Regions from separate parts of the Mus musculus genome. Here region 2 is linked to region 1. Evidence: chromatin contacts called from public HiChIP or PLAC-seq data. All regions are on one chromosome and are shown on one strand. The core of a region is the stretch at or near the end of the contact, and the rest is flanking DNA. Distances in the headings are between cores, read along the strand shown. Region 1 holds the start of Glb1 (galactosidase, beta 1). Region 2 overlaps Trim71 (tripartite motif-containing 71).

The links. HiChIP or PLAC-seq counts read pairs in DNA pulled down with a chosen protein or histone mark.
Region 2: an HNF4G HiChIP or PLAC-seq map of pancreatic cancer cells shows a contact between it and region 1. The contact joins the enhancer-like site here to the promoter of Glb1 in region 1. A contact is called at or near these places in 1 of 39 promoter capture datasets (neural stem cells), 1 of 484 Hi-C or Micro-C datasets (embryonic stem cells), 12 of 115 datasets of contacts at active chromatin or transcription factors (the SCID.adh cell line, bone marrow-derived macrophages, embryonic stem cells and 6 more) and 3 of 9 other capture datasets (adipose tissue, liver and pancreatic islet).

The regions. Positions count from the first base shown.
Region 1 is chr9:114,397,261-114,403,125 of GRCm38.p6, reverse strand. It overlaps Glb1 (galactosidase, beta 1), which reads right to left and starts at 2,048. Exons shown (of 16, transcript NM_009752.2): 1 at 1,857-2,048. The coding sequence starts at 1,934. Tmppe (transmembrane protein with metallophosphoesterase domain) reads right to left here and starts at 2,031. Exons shown (of 2, transcript NM_001200002.1): 1 at 1,857-2,031.
Region 2 is chr9:114,525,726-114,531,880 of GRCm38.p6, reverse strand. All of the region lies in intron 1 of Trim71 (tripartite motif-containing 71), which reads left to right. Among named protein-coding and RNA genes, the nearest start is that of Ccr4, 32 kb to the right of the region's middle. Within about 2 kb of position 4,545, at least 153 of the 459 cell types and tissues checked have an H3K27ac peak or open chromatin away from gene starts, as enhancers often do. A contact at or near this core is called in adipose tissue, embryonic stem cells, epiblast stem cells and 6 more, where this site is marked.

The DNA.
Region 1 (5,865 bases), core at 799-3,298:
GACTGGAGAGATGGCTTATCAGCTAAAAATATGGACTGTTCTTTCAGAGGTCCTGAGTTTAATTCCCAGCACCCACATGGTGGCTCACAACCATCTGTAATGGGACCCAATGTCCTCTTCTGGTGTGTCTGAAGATAGCTACAGTATAGTCACATAGAAAAATAAATAAATCTAACAACAACAACAACAGAAGGAGGAGGGAGAGGAGGAGGAGGTGGAGGCAGGAGAATCTCTGACTTCCAGGCCAGCCTGCTCTACAGAGTGAGTTCCAGGACAACCAGGGCTACAAAGAGAAACCCTGTCTTGAAAAAGGAAAAAAAAACAAAACCAACTCCCCCCCCAAAACTAAACAACCCCACACACACATTTTATTTTTTTTTGTTTTGTTCTGTTTTGTTTTTAGAGACAGGGTTTCTCTGTGTAGCCCTAGCTGTCCTGGAACTCACTCTGTAGACCAGGCTGGCCTCGAACTCAGAAATCTGCCTGCCTCTGCCTCCCGAGTGCTGGGATTAAAGGTGTGTACCACCACCACCCGGCTTTAATTTTTAATCTAGGTCTGAAGTTTGAGAGTTAACGTTGCAGATGCAAACAAACAAAAATAACTGAAAGCCAGTTGGCTGGAATTTCTTGGCTCTAATCTAACTGCTCAAGAGGGATAGCTACATAATTAAGAATTCCCGCGGAGATCACAAAGCAGCGTCTCAGGGTTCGGCTCTCACAGGGCACCTCAATTTCTTGCCTGGTGACTTACATCAGACTGGTGACACCTCCATAAATCCTTATCTCTTCCTGCCCATCCTGACACTCCAGATATATGGGTTCCTTTCCCCTACCTGTTGGAGCCTCTGCCCACTGGTTCTCAAGACCTCAAGCTCTGACGGAGCAGCCGGCACTAAATTTTCGTTCTCCTTAATCGAAAGCATTTTCAGCAACTGTTTTCCAGAAACTTAAACAAGTTTCAACTCTGGTTTTAGATAAACGTGTGCCATTTCCAAGAGTGTAATTTTTACAAGTCTACAAGGTTCAAAGTCTACTACCAAGTACTTGAACTTACCCGACTCAGTCCATCTGGAGGGCCCCAAGGTGACTCGCTCAAAGTGCAAATGAGTAGGAGCCCCGTTCCACCACGCCCTGTCCCCTTCGCAGGTTCGGTGCAGACCTCCCCAGGTGCGTGTCCCACGCGCCTCAGCCACTGCCCTGCCACCCAGACCTCGCCTGTAGCACTTGGCCTCTTCCCACCCTCCTCCCGCACCGCCAAACCCTAAAAGAAGAAAAAGGCTTCCAACAAACAAGGCGATGCACACCTCAAACTAAAAGCAGCCAGCAGGTGGCTAGCGAGAAACATGAACAGTATGTTTGAAAAGGGAGAAGTCTCTGAAAGCGAATATTCCTGTGACCCCACTGCAGGAGCCACTCCTGACCCCATTTTTTCTCCTTCCGGAGCGTTCCATGAAGCCCGAACTCCGCAAGGATCGCGCCCCACGCCACTGCCCGCGGAGCCCTCTAGCAGCCCCGCGCAGCCTGGACCCCTCTCCCCAGAAACCGAAGCTGGAAAGACTCAGGCGCACCTCAGCTAGCCCCCGACCGCGCTGCACAAACCGGGAAGCAGGTCCGTGCACACGGGACCGCCGCAGCGGAACCCACGCGCGCCAGCAACCAGGAAGGACGCGCGCCCCGCCCGTCCGGCCCGCCTCCTACGGGAGGCCCGACCACTGCCTGCGCCTCGGCGGCCTGCCTGCTCTGAGCGGGTGATCGAGGGTAACCCGGATCCCGACTTTGCAGAGCCGCGGCTTTCCTCGGCCTCTGCCCGCTTCCCAGCGGCGGAGCGTCCCCGCGCGGTGGCACCGGAGACTTACATAGATGCCGTGCGCAGCGCCCAGCAGTTGCAGCAGTGCCAGGAGCGGGAGCGGCGTACACAGGGGGACCCGGAGCATGATCGCGCCACGATGGGGTCTCTCCGTTAGGCAGTGGGCGCTCTGGCCAGCCGCTGCACCTCCGGGGGTTGTTGAGGACCCTATGCCAGGACCCGCCCCCAGCTCCGCCCCGCCCCGAGGCTCTGTGCTGCGAGTGGAGGTCCAGCCTCTGTAGGCCACGTGACTCAGAAGCAGCTGTGGTCTATGCATCTCCCACAACTGTGTTTCCTTCCGGAATGGCGGCACCCCTGAATGAGCAATGATGAAGTTCAGGGGCTGGCCATTCACAGGGGCCTTCAGCCTGTCCCGGCTGCCAGAAAAGAACTGAGCAGGGAAGAGGAAACCAGCCAGTCAGTCCTCAGTGCTCTGGCCTTAGAAGCCTAGCCCCTAAAACTCTCCCTAGCACGTGGTCTAACATTCACAAGGTGTGGTCCACAGGCCAACGAGACTTAAACATGGAAATGCAGACTCTGGGCCCCAGCCCAGAAACCCTGAAGTCCTAGACCCGGACCCAGCTCCGAGGTTCAGTGAAAGCAAAGGTGAAGAAGCACTGTAGTAGGTTACAGAGGAATTCTAAGTGTGACTCAGCTATGGCCAAGTTATTTTGAAGTGCCCTGATTTTTAATGAGAACAGTAGCCCTTCCCTCTGGCAACTTCTGATCTTCCGCCTACTGCCTCCTGAATGCTGGAAGTATAGCCATGGGTCATCACCTCTGCTTTAGTTGACGTTGACTTAAATATACATGAGATTTTCCCAGCTTTAATGAGTTGTAGTCAATAACAATATTCATTTATTTTAGGCATTATCTCATTTATTTATTTATTTATTTATTTCACTTACTTTTTGCAATGCTATCGGTGAGTCTCAGGTCCTCATTAATTCTAGGCAAGTACTCTACTATTGGGCCACACCCCTAAATCCCCTTTTTCTTTCTTTCTTTCTTTCTTCCTTTCTTTCTTTCTTTCTTTCTTTCTTTCTTTCTTTCTTTCTTTCTTTCTTTCTTTCTTTCCTTCTCTCTCTCTCTCTCTCCTTCTTTCTTTCTGTTTGTTTTTCTGAGGCAGCTTCTCACTGTGTATCTTTTTTTTTTCTGGATTTTTGAGACAGGGTTTCTCTGTGTAGCTCTGGCTGTCCTGGAACTCACTTTGTAGACCAGGCTGGCCTCAAACTCAGAAATCCGCCTGCCTCTGCCTCCCAAGTGCTGGGATTAAAGGCGTGCGCCACCACGCCCGGCCTCACTGTGTATCTTTAGCTGGCCTGGAACTCTAGAAGATAGCCTGAAGACTGGGCTGGTAGTTGTTTTTAGTGATAGAGGGTTTGGGGTGGGGATACGGGTGGGGCACGACGATGTGAGAGGGAGGCGGGAGTGAGTACTCTCAGAACCTGCACAGCGCAGCACTCCTACAGTGAGATGGGCGAATCCTGAACTCTGGGGCCAGGTAGCCTGGGTTATGCAAAGGAGAACAGTAGGACAAACGGCCTCAGAGCAGGACACACACCAGATATCATTCTCTGACCTCCACATGTACACCATGGCGCACATACACACATGTGGGCATTCACACACGGGGTCATATATACTAATATACAAATAAATATCCTAAATAAAGCTGTTTTTTTTTTTGGTTTTTTTTTTTTGGTTTTTCGAGACAGGGTTTTTCTGCGTAGCCCTGGCTGTCCTGGAACTCACTCTGTAGACCAGTCTGGCCTTGAACTCAAATTTGCCTGCCTCTGACTCCCAAGTGCTGGGATTAAAGGTGTGTACCATCACGCCCAGCCCAAAATTTGAATTTTTTTAAAAAACAGGATCTCAAGGCTGTCCTTGAACTTACTATGGTTCAGTGGTTGTTTTAGTTCTATAAAACAGGGCCTTTATTATGCAGCTCTGGCTGCCCTGAGATTCTATGTGAAACAGAGAACTTGCCTGCCTCTGCCTCCTAGATGCTAAGATGGGAGGTGTATACTGCCTTGTCCACTCTCACAGTGTGTTTTGATAGGTAGAACATGTAGTTAAATTAGGTTATTGACAGACTAACTCCTTCACTGGATTCTAAATGAACTCCTGTCATCTTCTCACCTGGATCTCCAGTTTGTCCATGACATTTTAGCTCTGTCTTTGGTGGTCTAAGCCACTGTGGTGTGGTGGCTTTCACCTGTAATCATTAATGCTCTATAGGGGGAGGCAGAAGGATTTCCACAAATAAGAGGCTAGCCTGGGTTACATGCCACTCTAGATAGACATCTCTAGACCTGATGTGTCCTCTAGTAAATTTCCACACAGGGGATGTTTCTACACTGTTTCATTATTTTTGGACATTTTGACTCTCTTGCCTGTATGGGCTACACATAATTTGATATCTTTGCTAAGTTTGTTAGGTTTTCCTGCTTCCATTTCTGTCCCTCCGTCCCCCAACAACCAGGACCAGATATCTTTGCCATTTATCCATCAGTTAGTGGTTTTCCGTTTTGATGGCCGTATAGCTGCTATACCATTGCACATGAATTAGAGAAGACAGACATCTTCCCTTTGCTTTCCTAGTGGTTTGTCTTACAGGCAATAGTGCTGCACTGATTTTGTGGTCCTTCCTCAGTGATGGCCATTCCATCCCCCGGTCTACAGGCTGCCACTTTCCATAAGTTTTGGTTTCATCAGTGGTTGATGAAACATCACTAAATAGCGCATTAGCCAAATGTTGTGATCATTCCATTGGTCCCCACAGTTCAATAGGTGCCTCTTTCTGGGGAGGGATGAGCAATTTACGGTCGGGAATATAAGCATATGAGCTATTTTCTCTGTGCAGGAAGGTGTAGACCCTTTGCTACCACATCCTGGTCATGAAGAATTCACATAGGTACCAGTCCCACTGTAATACCTCCCTTTCCATAGCTAAGCCTTCAAAGGACTCTACCTTCAAACAGATCCAATCCATCATTGGCAGACCCACCCTTATGACCACAGAGTGGTTGGCACCGACTGAGTATAAGGTTCTCCACGCCGCGTAGTAAAATGTCCAGATTTGTTTCTTAAAGACAGAATATTTATTTTCCATATATGGAAAGCATTTGCATTAGAAGTCAACAGGCAAATGTTGGTGGACTCCTTTTTGCTTTGTGAAGACATGTCCCCAGTTGCTAAGTCACCAATAAATATGATACTCATAATCAGGGTATCATCTGGCTCAGTACTGGTCAGAGTTGCATGACAGAGAGGAGCTTAGCAGCAGTCACAGAAGCTGCTCTTTGTCCCTGTCCCCATTGGGTATTAGCTGCATTTCTAGTAACCCTGTAGAGGGTTATAAGCTGTAAATATGATATGTGATTTCTCTAGTGTACAAACATACTCATTAGGGTCCATATTTGAATTTTGTCCCTGGATGGTGGGATTAAAGGCCTACACCACCACCACCTGGTTCACTGTAACTCTTGGATTTAGAAAACAACTAACTTATAGCGATCCACCTGTCTCTCCTGGGGATAAAGGCATGGCTATCACTGCTCTGCTCAAATATTTTATCTTAGTTCCAAATCACTCCAACTCTTAGAGATTTAGAAAACAAGTTGGAATTGTAATAACCCTTTGAATTTACTTAAAATATTCTAAGTCTCTTAACGGTGTTTTTGATACTAAACAACAAACATATCCTTTATAGTGAAAACTCAAAAGCTGATGTCCAAGGTGGCCTGGGTCACACGGCAATCTACAATCTAACATTCTAACATTGAATCAAGAAACATGGTTTAAGAAAACCCATCTTTTATTTCATGCCAGTAAGGCAAGTTGCCTTTAGTAAATATCATTCAAAAATCTGATTTTTTAATTTCATTTTTTTTCATGCTTGACCAAATGAAAGGCATTTGTTAGTCTTTATAAGTTAGTTTGGACTGAATGACCAAGCTGTCTGATGAACTATCACCTCTCCTTATTCAGGAGATCTCTCCTGTTCAAATCTAATC
Region 2 (6,155 bases), core at 3,296-5,795, 130 kb before region 1:
CCATGGCCTCCACCAAGCAGGCAGCAGTCCGAGGAATGAAGCCTGCTTTGGCTACTCGAGGGAGTAAAAGGGTTTCGGGTCTGCAGTCCTGGTAGGTGGCAAGGGATGGGGTCCAGTTCCTGGCCATCTATTGAGTCCAACTCATTCTAAAGTCAAGTCCCTCAGATTCCCCTTCTTGCTAGAACTCGGACAACTAAGACAGCACCCTGTTTCGTACAGCCTCAGAGGCAGCAGGGACTGAAGCTCTCAAATGTCTACTGCTAGGTGCGGCTGGTTTGAAAATCCATAATTTACATGAGCAGCGATCTCCCTGTTTGGACAGATCTCTTTTATTTCCGGCTGGAAGCTGAATAAACCGCTCATTAGAACACCAGAGGTCAGATTCGCGCTGGGCGGCAGCTGGGTCACTAATGATTTCATAGACTTTGTGTGACCCCCTGGCCAGGGGTGCTGTAAATCGGACTGGAGAGTCTAATTTTTTTCCCCTCCCAAACCTCCAGGGAGTTGGTCCTCGCTCGACTCCTGTGAGATAGAACTTAAGATAGAAGTAGTAACAGCTAATGGGAGATTGTGGGAAGGACTGTGGTACCCCAGAGAAGTAGATTGTGTGGGGCCACCAAAGCTAACTCATTTAGGGGCTCCTTATTAGGAAGAGTTCCACAGGGGGAGTCTGGTTTTGAGCACTGCTGGATTGAGGTATAAGTGTACAGTTTGAGGTCTTTTGGGTTTGCTTTTGTTTCTAATTTTTTTGGATTGATGAATTTTTATTTGAATGAGTCTTTTGCTTGCATGCATGTCTGCACAGCATGTGCGTGCCTGGTGCCTGCTGAGGTCAGAAGAGGGCATTGGATCCCCTGGAGCTGGCGTTGGGGATGCTTGTGAGCTCTGATTACATACCTGTGTGACTCCCCTCCGCCCTGGAGCGCTGAGGCATGTCCATCATAACGGAGCAAGTCCCCGAGGGCTGGGTTTGCTCTCCGTCCTCTGGGTCCCAGCCTTTTCTCGCCACGAAGAGGAATGGTTTTTAGATTCATCTCTGTAGTTGACTCGGCGAGTAGCCGATGCAGAGGCTTTTTAGTGGTGGTTTTGATTTTCATGAGAAGAGGTCTCACAGTGTAACTCTGGCTGGTTGGGGACTCAGTATGTAGACCAGGCTGGCCTCAACCTGCCTCTTGTCTTCTGACTGCTGGAACCATGCTTGAACCGTCTTTATTTGTGAGACAAAGGTTCACGTACCCTAGGCTGGCCTGTAAATAACTTGGCCAGGTAGCTGAGGGTGACCTTGGACTGCGGATCATCTTGCCTCCACTGACCCTGGGCTACCACTACAGCTGTATGCTTGCGTGTTGCTGGAGATCAACAGGGTTGTTTTTATATTTTAAGTTGCACGTGCATCTATGTAAGGCGTAGCATGTGCCACAGTACACACCATGTCAGAGACCCAAGTACACCCTGTGGGAGGCGAGGCAGTCACTTCTGTTCCTACCACCTATTTTCAAGGATTCAAACTCAGGTCAGGAGCTGGTGGCAGGCAGCATCTCCGCTTTGTATTTATAAAACGCTCAAGATTCGTGTAAAGGAATTTGGGGCTGTGCATGGTGGCACATCCCAGCACTCCTGTGAGTTTGAGGCTAGCCTAGTCTACATAATAAGTTCCTAAGTTCCAGGAGTACGGGGAGAGACCCTGTCTCACTCCCACCCCAGAAATAAACAAATTTGTTCAGTATTTTGGGAGAGTGGGATTGGATCTTCACCACTGCAGTTTCTCCATTCCACGCCTCCTCACACCAGGTACTGGTTACGTTACCTGTGATTTGCTCATATGGCCACGCCCTGCGACTATTTAGCCGTGATGGAGTGGAGTGTCCCAGAACGTTCAGGAGGATATTTGCCAGCAATCTCAGTATCTGGGAGACTGAAACAGAAGGATGCAAGTTTCAGGCCAGTCCTGGCTACAGTGTGAGGCTTTTTCAACCACAAAAACAAGCTAAATATTTCTGGTCACAGTTGGGGCTGTAGGCCAGCAGCAGGAGGGAGCTTGTGTATCATATATATGCAAGGCCCTCCCTGGATTCCATTCTCAGCGCTCTACCAAAACATTGCAGTGCACGCAGAATACAGGATACTCTGGTATCAAGCAGCAGGTGGGAAGTTTTTTTTTTTTTTTTTTTTTTTTTAAATGTTTGAAAAAATTGGTCTCAGCCAGGGGTGACAGGTGCCTCTAATCCCAGCATTTGGGAGGCAGAGGCAGGTGGATCTCTGAGTTTGAGCATTAGTTTACTGGTTCTGAGCAAACACACTTTATTTATTTATTTATTTATTTATTTATTTATTTTTGAGACAGTCTCTAACCTTGGAACTTGCTATGTAGACTAGGCTAGCCCCAAACTCACATCTTCCAGCCTCTTGTCTATCCAAGGGCTGGGACTAACTAAACCTCACCTATCTTTAAAAGTTTGTGAATCGCCCTTCTCTTTCTGCCAAAGAACTCTAAATGGTTTTCTTCTGGCTCCCCAGGCCTCCCGGTTGTGGGGTCCTAGGCATAGGCTTCTGCTGAGGGCTTGTTTACTGTTTGGTTTGGAGTCCTAGCTTTCCCTTGAGTTGTTACTTGTTGTGTGTGTACCCAGAGAAAGGTTGGAGCTAGTGGCTCTCTGAGCTGCCAGTTGCCAGGCTTGGCAGCAGCACCTTCACCCACTGATCCACAGCAGCCAGGCCATAAAGCCCGGGTCTGATGGTCCTTTTGTTTTTGTTTTGTTTTTGTTTTAAAAGATTTATTTATTTTTATTTATAGGAGTACACTCTAGCTGACTTTAGACACACACCAGAAGAGGGCACCAGATCTCATTACAGATGGTTGTGAGCCACCATGTGGTTGCTGGGATTTGAACTCAGGACCTCAGGAAGAGCAGTCGGTGTTCTGAACCGCCGAGCCCTGGTTCTGATGTTCTTTATTTAGCTGATGGTTTTCTTGGCTCCCGAGCTTGGTTTATGATTTTTGAAGCAAGTCTCTGGCACGTGTGCAACACACAGAGCGCATGGATTGGGAAGGTTGGCCGATGGCCAGTGTGTGCCTGAGCCTTCCTTTGTGAGAGACCAAGTGACATTGAAGGAGAAACAGACTTAAAAAGTTTTAAATAAGTAAACGATAAACAGAGGTTGATAATGTACTTCAGTCGAGACATTTTGACAAACTTGAGATTACGTGGCGATCACGGCTTTTGGGCTTTCCCCCTGTATTTAATATTCCTCGCTGATGAGGGTCCCTGGGCTTAGAACCATTGCTCCTGTTTCCCCAACATGTCCTCCAATATGTGTGTCCCGGCTTGAGCCGGATGGAGGACTGAAAAAATCGTGTGTGTGTGTGTGTGTGTGTGTGTGTGTGTGTGTGTGTGTGTTCACCAACAAAGCATTTTATTTCAGGAGGTACATAGGCCTGCCTGCCTACCTTGTGTTGTTATTTATTTATTTTCTTTAGTCTTCCCCACCCCCACTCCCCATTCCACTCCACCCCCGTTCCTTTCCTGCTGGGCCCACATTCCTTGGTCTTTGTCTCTGCTTGGTATTTTAGAAATTTTGGGAGAGGAAGGCTGGGAGAGGTGGGACGTTCTAGAAGCTGGGGGCAGGGAAGGGGGTGGTCACTTGGAGGGTCAGAGGTCAGGCTAGCTCCATTTAGCTAGAGCAGCCAGATTGTCGCCAGGCTCGAGGGGGCGTGTCCATGCATCTGCCGGGGTAGCCCCAAACAGGCGGCACGTAGGCCCTGGAATTTCTGCCACCAGCGGACTCCACCCCTTCCCTTTCTGCTTCCCTGTAGTGGCTGCCACTTTTGCGGGGTGGGGGCACAGGCTCTTATCTGTATACTCTGTTCCATTTTTCTTAATAAGGATCCCCTGCCCCCCGTTTATTTTTTTTTCCATTTTTTATTAGGTATTTAACTCATTTACATTTCCAATGCTATACCAAAAGTCCCCCACCCCCGTTTATTTTTAAATTACATTTTTTGGTTTAGGGGTAGGTTGTATGGAGACTTGGTGGAGTCTGTTCTGCCCACATGTGGGTCCTGGGATCAGACACCCATGGCCTTGCTTGGCAGGCAGCACCTCAAATCCCCAAGTCCTCTCCTGAGCCGCCAGTCGCAACTGATCATCCAACTGTAACTGTTGATCGATTTTCGGAGCGACCTTCCTCATTCATTGAATATATGTAGTTCTAAAATTCTACCTCCCTAGTCTTAGAAATGGCAGGTAGATAAGTGTGAGATAGTCTAAAAATATAACTCCAATCCATAACTAGAAGACTTAAAATTGTTCTTATTTTATGGTTTTGCCACCCTAAAGTTGCATGGTCTTAAGTTTTGATTTAAAACGTAACGATTTAAAAATGCATTTTAAAATTGTAGTTTCCTAGTTATGAGCACGAGGAGGCTGTTGTATGCATCTGTATGTAGGTTTTATTCCTCGCCACTTGGGTGCCACCGCCCCTCCTCAGCCCAGCTTGTCTGCATTCACAGCGCATCCGGACTTGGCTCCCATCCGTCGTGACCCGAGTCCGGGCCACGTTTCATGGCAGACACCCTTTGACTCATTTAAGAAGCATCTGGGCTGTTCTGACACCACCGCCTGCTCTGGCCGGGATTTCTTTCCCATATTTGCAGAGTGCTTCCTCGGGGCTTACTCTGAGGCCTCAGGGGATCTCCTGTGCCTGGCATCACGGAAGCCCCGTTGCAGGGTCCACCAGGCCTAAAGGTCTGGGAGTTTCCTAACGTTTGGACAGTTTCAGTTTGGAGCCCAGTTTCTTATCTCAGCCCAGAATTACCTGGAAGCTTTTTGCTTCCTGTTGTCCGTCCCCAGACAGGCCGGCTCCTGAGATTTTGAAGGCTGGAAAGGGTCTCCTGAGGTAGCAAGTCAGACCCCATTTGTTTCCCAGTTTAGAGGGAGGTTCAAGGCAGGCAGAGGAAGTCACTGGACAGGTGTCCTGGCTCAGGAGCCTGGGGTGTGCTGACCTCTGGTCTCGGAGAGTCAGTTGCTTTCACTACATCTGGAGAAAGCAAGGGTGCCTGAGTCCACTATTTCAGTGTAAACTGCACCTTCTGGTGGGAGGTTTCCACACAGCCCTTTGGGGGAGCGGCTGGCGGCGGCAGGGAGGTTAAGGGGGGGGAGGGTTATTCCTTTCTTCCCTTAGGAGGGGGAGGGGGAGGGGGCTGAGGGAGGGAATGTGGCAGGATTGCCTAGCCCAGTAGATTCGCTCTATCCCCACATGGAAACTTACTAGGGATTGCTCCAGATTCATTGAGCCGAGCGTCGTCTTGCTGGTTATTTGGGATTCTCTCCCTGAGTCTGACAGGATAGACTTACTTTAAAAGTGGTTGCTGCTGCTGAAGGCTTTAGTCTACAGTGTTGGCTAAAAAGTGATTAAAATTGGTTACTCAGTCACGTTTCCTTGTGCAGACCCAACAAAAGATCTGATCCATTTCTCTGTGAGATTTAAAAAAAAAAAAAAAAGGTATTCCCAAATCGCCTATCTCTGGATGCAGGATAAATTACCAGTAACTTACAGGCCCTAGTGGGACAGCACAGCACATGTCACCCCTCAAATCACCCGCGAGGGGGACAAACCGGCACAGGAAACAGCATTCCCCTCACTGTGGGTCTTCCCAGCTCCACTCTGGGGATCTCTGTCTAAATTGTTTTCTGTTAGCCCCTCCCTCCTTCAGCCTTCAAAGCTGTCTCCCATCTTTTCCTGGCTACTGGGTCCAAGACTCTTGAAGTGTTTTGTTGTGGGTGGGGTAGCCAGCCCTGAGCTAGGCTTGGAGCGCCCCTGCTGTGTGGTTCTGAGAGGGCCCCCCCCCCCACACCTCCTGTCCTCATGTGGAGATTTAAATGTGTTGCTGCCGGTGGCAAGGAATCCAGCTTACACATTGATTCCTCGTGTCCCTGTGGCAGCTTTCCCCTCGCCCCCAGCTGCTCGTGAAATCAATCCAAGAGACAGTAACTGAGGGAGGAGCATGGCTGGTTTCCATGCTGAGCCCTCTCTCCCGAGAGCCTCTTGCCTGTCAGCAGGTGAGGGGTGTCCAGCCCTTCTCTCCCCCAGCTCATGGGCTCTTAAGGAAGCTGTTCACTTGGGCAGGCTGACCTTACTGTTAGCATTTGGCCTTAGTT